2 separate regions of the Mus musculus genome follow, and region 1 is linked to region 2. The links are chromatin contacts, called in public promoter capture Hi-C maps. All regions are on one chromosome and are shown on one strand. The core of a region is the stretch at or near the end of the contact, and the rest is flanking DNA. Distances in the headings are between cores, read along the strand shown.

Region 1 (3,221 bases), core at 640-3,139, 190 kb after region 2:
CCAAGGGGTCTCTTGTGGACCCCTAAGCATGCAGGAACAGTATTTAGATGGCTGGGAAGCTAAGAGTAGAGGAAAGTATTGATTCCGTAAGTCTTGGGTCCTCTGCAGGAACTAACTGCCAGTGTTCTTACTCTACCTGACTCCCCAAGCTTCTGCTCCTTTGGAGAAGTTGCAGTACCTTTCAACTGTCTGTTTCTGAAGCTCCCTCATGAGTACAACAGTGGACCACTTATTAGTGCCCTCACACCGTTCATGTGGCACATTCTCCACTTGTATTTTATGTGATGATCCTGCAATGCTAGTAAACAAAGTGAGCCTTAGGGAACAACAAGACTTGGGGTTGAAGGGAGTCTTCGCTCTGAGGAACAATCTCTGGCACCTGAAAGTGAACAAGGCGCCGAGAACCAACAGAAAGAAGACATTTGGGGCTGGAAAGATGGCTCAGTAGTTAAGAGCACTGACTGCTCTTCCAGAGGTCCTGAGTTCAATTTCGAGCCATCACATGGTAATCTGTAATGGGATCTGATTTCCCTCTTCTGATGTGTGTCTGAAGAAAGCAACGGTGTACTCTGTCCGTGTGTTCTGTCCATCCTTGCAACTGGATGGAAAACCAGGGGGACTGGCCCTCTTTTCAGAGTCATCTCCTTTGTGATTCAAGGAAGAGGCACCCTGTACTTGTTGGCCATTCGACTTCTATCCTTCACAGGCTGCTACAGGCCCCATTTCCTCTGAAATGGGTGCACAGATTCAGGGCAGTGCACAGGGATGGAATGGAAGAGCAGATCCTGATGGCCAAGTGTGTCTGGACTTTCTTAGGCACACATACAAACATGCCTGGCTTCCACCCCTGTCTCAGCATCTCAGGCTGCCTCTTGTCAAGCCTAGAAAGAGGCTTCTGGCCACAGGGGCTTCGCTTCAGTTTCTCTTTCTATTTTGAACTTGTTGTCATCTGATTGTGTGTGTGTGTGTCTGTGTGTCTGTGTGTGTGTGTGTGTATGTTTGTGTATCTGTGTGTCTGGCTGTGTATCTGTGTATGTTTGTGTATCTGTGTGTCTGTCTGTCTGTCTGTGTGTGTATGTGTGTCTATGTGTAGGTCTATGTTTCTGTGTGTGTGTATGTGTCTGTATATCTGTGTTTGTGTATGTCTGTCTATATCTATGTGTATCTGTGCCTATGTGTGTGTTTGTGTTTCTGTGTGTGTTTGTGTGTATGTTTGTGTATCTGTTTGTCTCTCTGTGTATGATTAATCTGTTTTGTCAGAAAGTAGGCAGTACAACAAGGAAGAAACAGTGGCCCTCTTCACCAGCAGTTCCCAGTACCTAGACCAGAGCCTGAAGCCTGGATGCCCACTGAGCACCTACTGTCCGGGATTGAGTGAGGAGTAAGTGCTTGTGTCCAGTGAGAAACAGAATTACTTATGGAAAAATCTGACCAAGGACTGGGCCATTTGCCCGCCATTCCGCTGTGCTCTCAGCTTCTGGAGGTCACACAGGAGGACAGCGAGGCTGCCTTTCCCTTCTTCCCAGCATCATCATAGCTGTAGCTGAGTTACTGATCGATCGTAGAGGGCTGCTTGCATTGGTCCTAGGAATGCTGGCAAAGCAAGCAGGAAGATAGATCCAAAGTAATCCTCAGCTACAGGGAGAACTTGAGGCTATCCTGGGCTACACATGGTGCCTGGAAAAGCTGAGGAGAGGAGAGGGCACAAGAGAAGATTGTAGCGAAGTTAGAAACTCAACAACAGAGCTTTTCTTTCACTTCCCTTTTCTTCTTTCTTTTTGGACAGATGAAATTAGTGATGTGTGGTTTTAAAGCAAGCAAATGCCCCGGGGAAGGAAGGGCTGATGATTTTTTCTATGGTGTGATTAGATAAAGGGCGGTCTTTCTGTTGTTATTCTTGAGGGTGTTTTGCTTTCGGTTTATTTGTTGTTGTCTGAGATAGGATGTTCTATAGCCTGGGCTAGCCTCAAACTTCTTCTCTTCCTGCTTCCCCTTCCTAAGTGTTGGGATTACAGTTGTGTACCACCAGGCTCACACAAGGGAGGAGCTGGCATCGATTTTGATGACCAAGCTGTGCAAACTTCTGATCCTCAAATGCGTAGCTTCCCTGTGGGGAAGGCTTCACTAAAAGCCTTGTGGCGATTCTTCCTGAGAATGATAGCGACGGAGGCTGGTGCTTGTTTTGAAATTGACGATGGTGAGATAAAGAAGGCTTTCTGAAACCAAGGAACAGATCCGGCTCAAAGGCCCTCACCCATGACCTTTACTGTGCCACCATCTCTCTAGGCTGGACTGTGCAAACCCAGAGCCATCGTTGAAGCGGAGACTGCTTCCCCTTCACTCTCTGCTTCTACTCGGGGGTACTTGGCTTGATACGTGGGTGGACTCTCCACACAGAGACATCAGATTGGAAGTACAGAAGGATGCTCTTTTTAAAGACAGCTGTGGGTGGGTACTTTGGGCTTATCAATGGAGAGGCTGGTAAAGCAGGCAGGTATTCTGGTGCCAGGATCACAGCTATCTGTGACCTTGCCAGGGGTGTGCCAAGGGTCATTGTCCTGAACAGCTCCTCACTATCATTATGGGTTCAGCCTCAGGATCTTGTGATCTCGGGATCTTATGTCATCACAGTTACCGCTGGTCTCTAGAAATGCATTCAGCCCTGAGAGACACCAGGATAATAAAGCATTGTTTCCCAAGGAAGGTTTTAGGTTGACATTCAGTTCTCTGGCTCTGAAGTGTGGTGACCTTGATACAGTAGGAAGATAGTGCAGATTCGATGTCCCTCTGAGCTGGGACAGTGCCCTACTTCCACAAGATGTCTGTGAGCACTGGAGACCAGGCAGACATGAGCAACAGTGACCTCCATCAGCCGACTTGGATTATTTGCTGTAGAATAAGCACTCTCGATAAGCTGGGCTTTCAGTCCACATTTTACCCCTGTTCTAAGCTCACCTGATCTTAGTTTCTTCGCAGGATAATTGACACCTGATTAGTACTTGGCTGGTAGATGCTAGAATTTTTTTTTTCCTCTTAGAAAATCACGGTTCTCTTAGCCGGTCATGGTGACAGATTGCTGTGATCCCAGCTTTTAGAGAAGCTAAGACAGGAGGATTGGCTCTGAGTTTGAGGCCAGACTCAAACTATAGAGGCCAGGTCTATAGAGTGGGGCTCTTTTTAAAGAGGTAAAGCAAAGCAAAACAAAAAGAAATAGGCGCTCA
Region 2 (3,371 bases), core at 744-3,243:
GATAGAAAAAAATCATTTTAGCTGGTTGGTCTAGATGGCTTTTTCTTGCTGTCAAAGACACCATGACCAAAAGCGACTTGGGAAGGAAAGGGTTGATTTGGCTTACAAGATTCAATTACAGTCCATCTTCGGGAAAGCTGGAGCAGGTACCATGGGGGAAGGAGGCTTACTGGATTGCTTTCCCTAGCTTTCTCGGCCACCTTTACTTATATTTTTTTATGTCCAAACAAACTTTTGAGATTTTGTTTATTTCTAGGTGATGTGTAGTGGTTGTGTCTGCGAGTATGTCTGTGTGCCACGTATGTGCAGTACCTCTGGAGTCCAGAAGAGGGCATCAGATCCCTTGATGTTGGAGTTAACAGACATTGTGAGCCCCCATGCATGGTCTGAGAATTAAACTTGGGTCTTCTGAACGATCAAACGGTGCTCTTAACCTCTGAGTCAGCCCCTTAGCTGCCCCGCTCCCTTTCTTGTACAGTCCACCTTCCCAGAGTTGGGTTGGTCGCCACCCACAGTGGGCTGGGCCCTCCTATATTTGATCAGCAACCAAGAAAACACCACACAGGTATCCACAGGCCAGTCTGATGGAGGTGATTCCTCAGTTGTGACCCTTTCTTCCCAAATATTTGTCAGTTTGACAAAAACTGACATACATTAGTCATGTAAGTAAGCAGAAGGAGCGGATACAAACGATAGCTAAAATTCTTTTTTGAGAGATATTTAGATACAACAAGAAACACCTTCAAACCATTCATCTGAAAGATGGCATCGCGTTAACCTTTATCAATACACATTTATGGGTGTCGTTTCTCATCCTCTGGTCTAGTGGTTCTCAACCTTCCTAATGCTGCGACCCTTTAATACAGTCCCTTGTGACATGGTGGCCCCAACCATAAAACTATTTCACTACTATTTTAGAACTGTACATTTGCTGCTGCTATGAATCATAAGGTAAACACCTGATAGACAACGCCCCGTGGGGGTTGCGACCCACAGGTTGAGAACCACTGATCTAAGGTAGCCAGAACTACAGCCATCTGTTTGGGTGAGTTAGCTACCCCAAAGTTTTCCACAAGAAAGGCAAGGGCTGTGATCCTAGCCTATGTTTTTGGCTGCGTTCCCAGTTAAATGTCACAACAGTAGCTGCCTTTGGGATATCTCTTCTTTTTGTTCACAGAAGAGGCTCTTTATTGGAGAGTCTGAGTAATTATACACTATGCTTCTTTCCCTCCACATAATATGAAAATTGTTAATTTTCCTTTTTCTCTATGGTAACTGCTGGGGTATTTCAAGCCCCTGCCTGTTCTCTCTTAAGTCTGTATCCAGTTTCCCAAGGGGCAAATCTGGAAATATTGAAAAAGCAGAGATAAGCAGTTTAGGTTGACAGAAGCGTGTGTTTCAGGCACGATCCCTCTTCGACTCTGCCCTTCCCTGAGGCCCGTGTGCATCTTTACACACTGGGACTTTTCTGGTGCCCTTTTTTCAGCATGGACCATTCTTCTCGGTTTCTCAGCCTTTTGTACTCCTCCATGTTTCTCTGTCAGCTCTGCATGCCCCTACATCAGGGTGCTCTCCGAGTGATCCTGACAGAACCACGTGTTCCTGTTTCAGCTAGGAGAGAGTCGTCTACCACTCACTGTGTACAGAGAGTGTGTGCTGTTGCTGGTATTTTTAATTTTAAAACTTCACAGGTTCAGCTTTACACACCTGAACACACGCTTTTCCATCAGATCACCCCTATGTCTTGGTGAGTTTCCTGTCTGCAAGGTGGACTGGTTTCCCTAGAGCGATAAGGAAGCCCGGCTAGAGGGCTGAGGGTGCCAGGAGGCAAACGGCGTGTCAGGAAGCAAGTGGTTTGGTTACTCTGTAGGTTCTGTTGTTATTGGCTTTTCATCTACAGACACAAATCCCATGAGCAGAGCAAGGGGCAACAGATGCTTGTGCCCATAACTCTGGGCTATGACCTTGGATTGGGGGCGGGGAGGACGGGGAGGGACCAGGCTGCTGGAGAGGGCTGCACAGCGTGGCTGTGGGGCAGAGCTGACAGCTGACAGCCAGCTGAGCCAACCCAGCAGCACACTTTCTGGTTCCCACAGGCTACCATGTGGGGCTCAGTTAGGTCAGTGTTCTTGCTAACTTTCCTCCCATGAGACAGAAAACTGTAGTTAGTGCTCTTGGTTCAAGGAATGAAACTATGTATCATTTACAGATCGACGGGGCTGGCTCTGATACAGTTCAAAGTAGCGTGTATAGTTTTATTGTCTCATTTCTTCCATCCCATAACTCCCTGGGGTGAGACAGCATCTGCTCCTGAAAGAGAAATTACTGCAGCTTCCCCCTTGTTTTTCCTGGGCTTTGGACTCTGGGGAGATTAATACACCTCCATTCTTTTGGAATCCCAGATTTTTGCACAGAAACTTAGCTACAGACCATTGTAAAGCTGTTGTGTTAGATGTAAGATTCTTGTGAAAGGAATTCTCGTGTGTGTGTGTGTGTGTGTGTGTGTGTGTGTGTGTATGCCTAAGAAGAGGTATTGAAACGTAGTTTGGGGGTGTGGCTCACTGTAGAGTGCTTGCCTAATATCTATGATGCCCGAAAAAGAAAGTAAACAAGAACAAATTTCAAGGCATTTCAAAAGTCTTTAAAGATAGTAAATTATCAAGTGGGAATTTAATCTCATAGATCAAAGATCACACATTTATATATCAAAATTTTCTCTCTCAAATATTTAGATTACTTGTGGCTAACACATTAACATTGTGACTTCTTAGACCAAGACTCCATTAGATTTCAGGCATTTAGACTTAGTATTCAGTCCACAGCTTGTTAAGGCACGGAGAGTGTTGATGTAATTCTCTCGTGTCTTTGCAGTTGTCCCAAAGCACGGGAGCAGGCATGCGATATGGGCCAATTAGTTTCTAAATTTCTTAATGCATGTCAGCACTGTAGTCTGTCAGTGTGGAGAAACGGACTTCCTGTCTTATGATATAACTGAATTGGCCGCTCACCCTAACCCCCAGAGGTGATGGAATGACAAGCAGAGGCAGACAAATGAGATTATCAAAACATGGCACAGGGCCTGCTTTTAAAGGGGGGGTGAGTGGAAGCAATGGGAGTTGATGTGGGCACGCACCTTATTTCCTGCCTGAATGTCTGTGAACCACATGCATGCAATGCCTGAAGGGGCCAGAAGAGGGCGCCATATCCCCTGGACCTGGAGTCACAGATGGTTGTGAGTAGCCACGTGGGTGCTGGGAACTGAACCCAGGTCATTACACTGAACGCTTCCTCAGCTCGAGTGCATTACTCAGCTGAGGAAGCTTCACGACTCTATAGGATGACAAACTGGAGAACAGGGACACGTGGTCAGG

Evidence for each region. Promoter capture Hi-C pulls out the DNA fragments that hold promoters and counts their contacts.
Region 1: a promoter capture Hi-C map of pre-B cells shows a contact between it and region 2, with 3 times the contacts expected there. The contact joins two enhancer-like sites. A contact is called at or near these places in 3 of 39 promoter capture datasets (the C10 cell line, liver and pre-B cells), 1 of 484 Hi-C or Micro-C datasets (muscle stem cells), 1 of 115 datasets of contacts at active chromatin or transcription factors (embryonic stem cells) and 1 of 9 other capture datasets (adipose tissue).

What each region holds. Positions count from the first base shown.
Region 1 is chr5:150,304,937-150,308,157 of GRCm38.p6, forward strand. All of the region lies in intron 1 of Fry (FRY microtubule binding protein), which reads left to right. Among named protein-coding and RNA genes, the nearest start is that of Fry, 47 kb to the left of the region's middle. Within about 2 kb of position 1,890, at least 28 of the 459 cell types and tissues checked have an H3K27ac peak or open chromatin away from gene starts, as enhancers often do. A contact at or near this core is called in pre-B cells, where this site is marked.
Region 2 is chr5:150,113,863-150,117,233 of GRCm38.p6, forward strand. The region is part of intron 2 of Gm52797 (a long non-coding RNA gene); the gene reads right to left. Among named protein-coding and RNA genes, the nearest start is that of Gm52797, 16 kb to the right of the region's middle. Within about 2 kb of position 1,994, at least 40 of the 459 cell types and tissues checked have an H3K27ac peak or open chromatin away from gene starts, as enhancers often do. A contact at or near this core is called in pre-B cells, where this site is marked.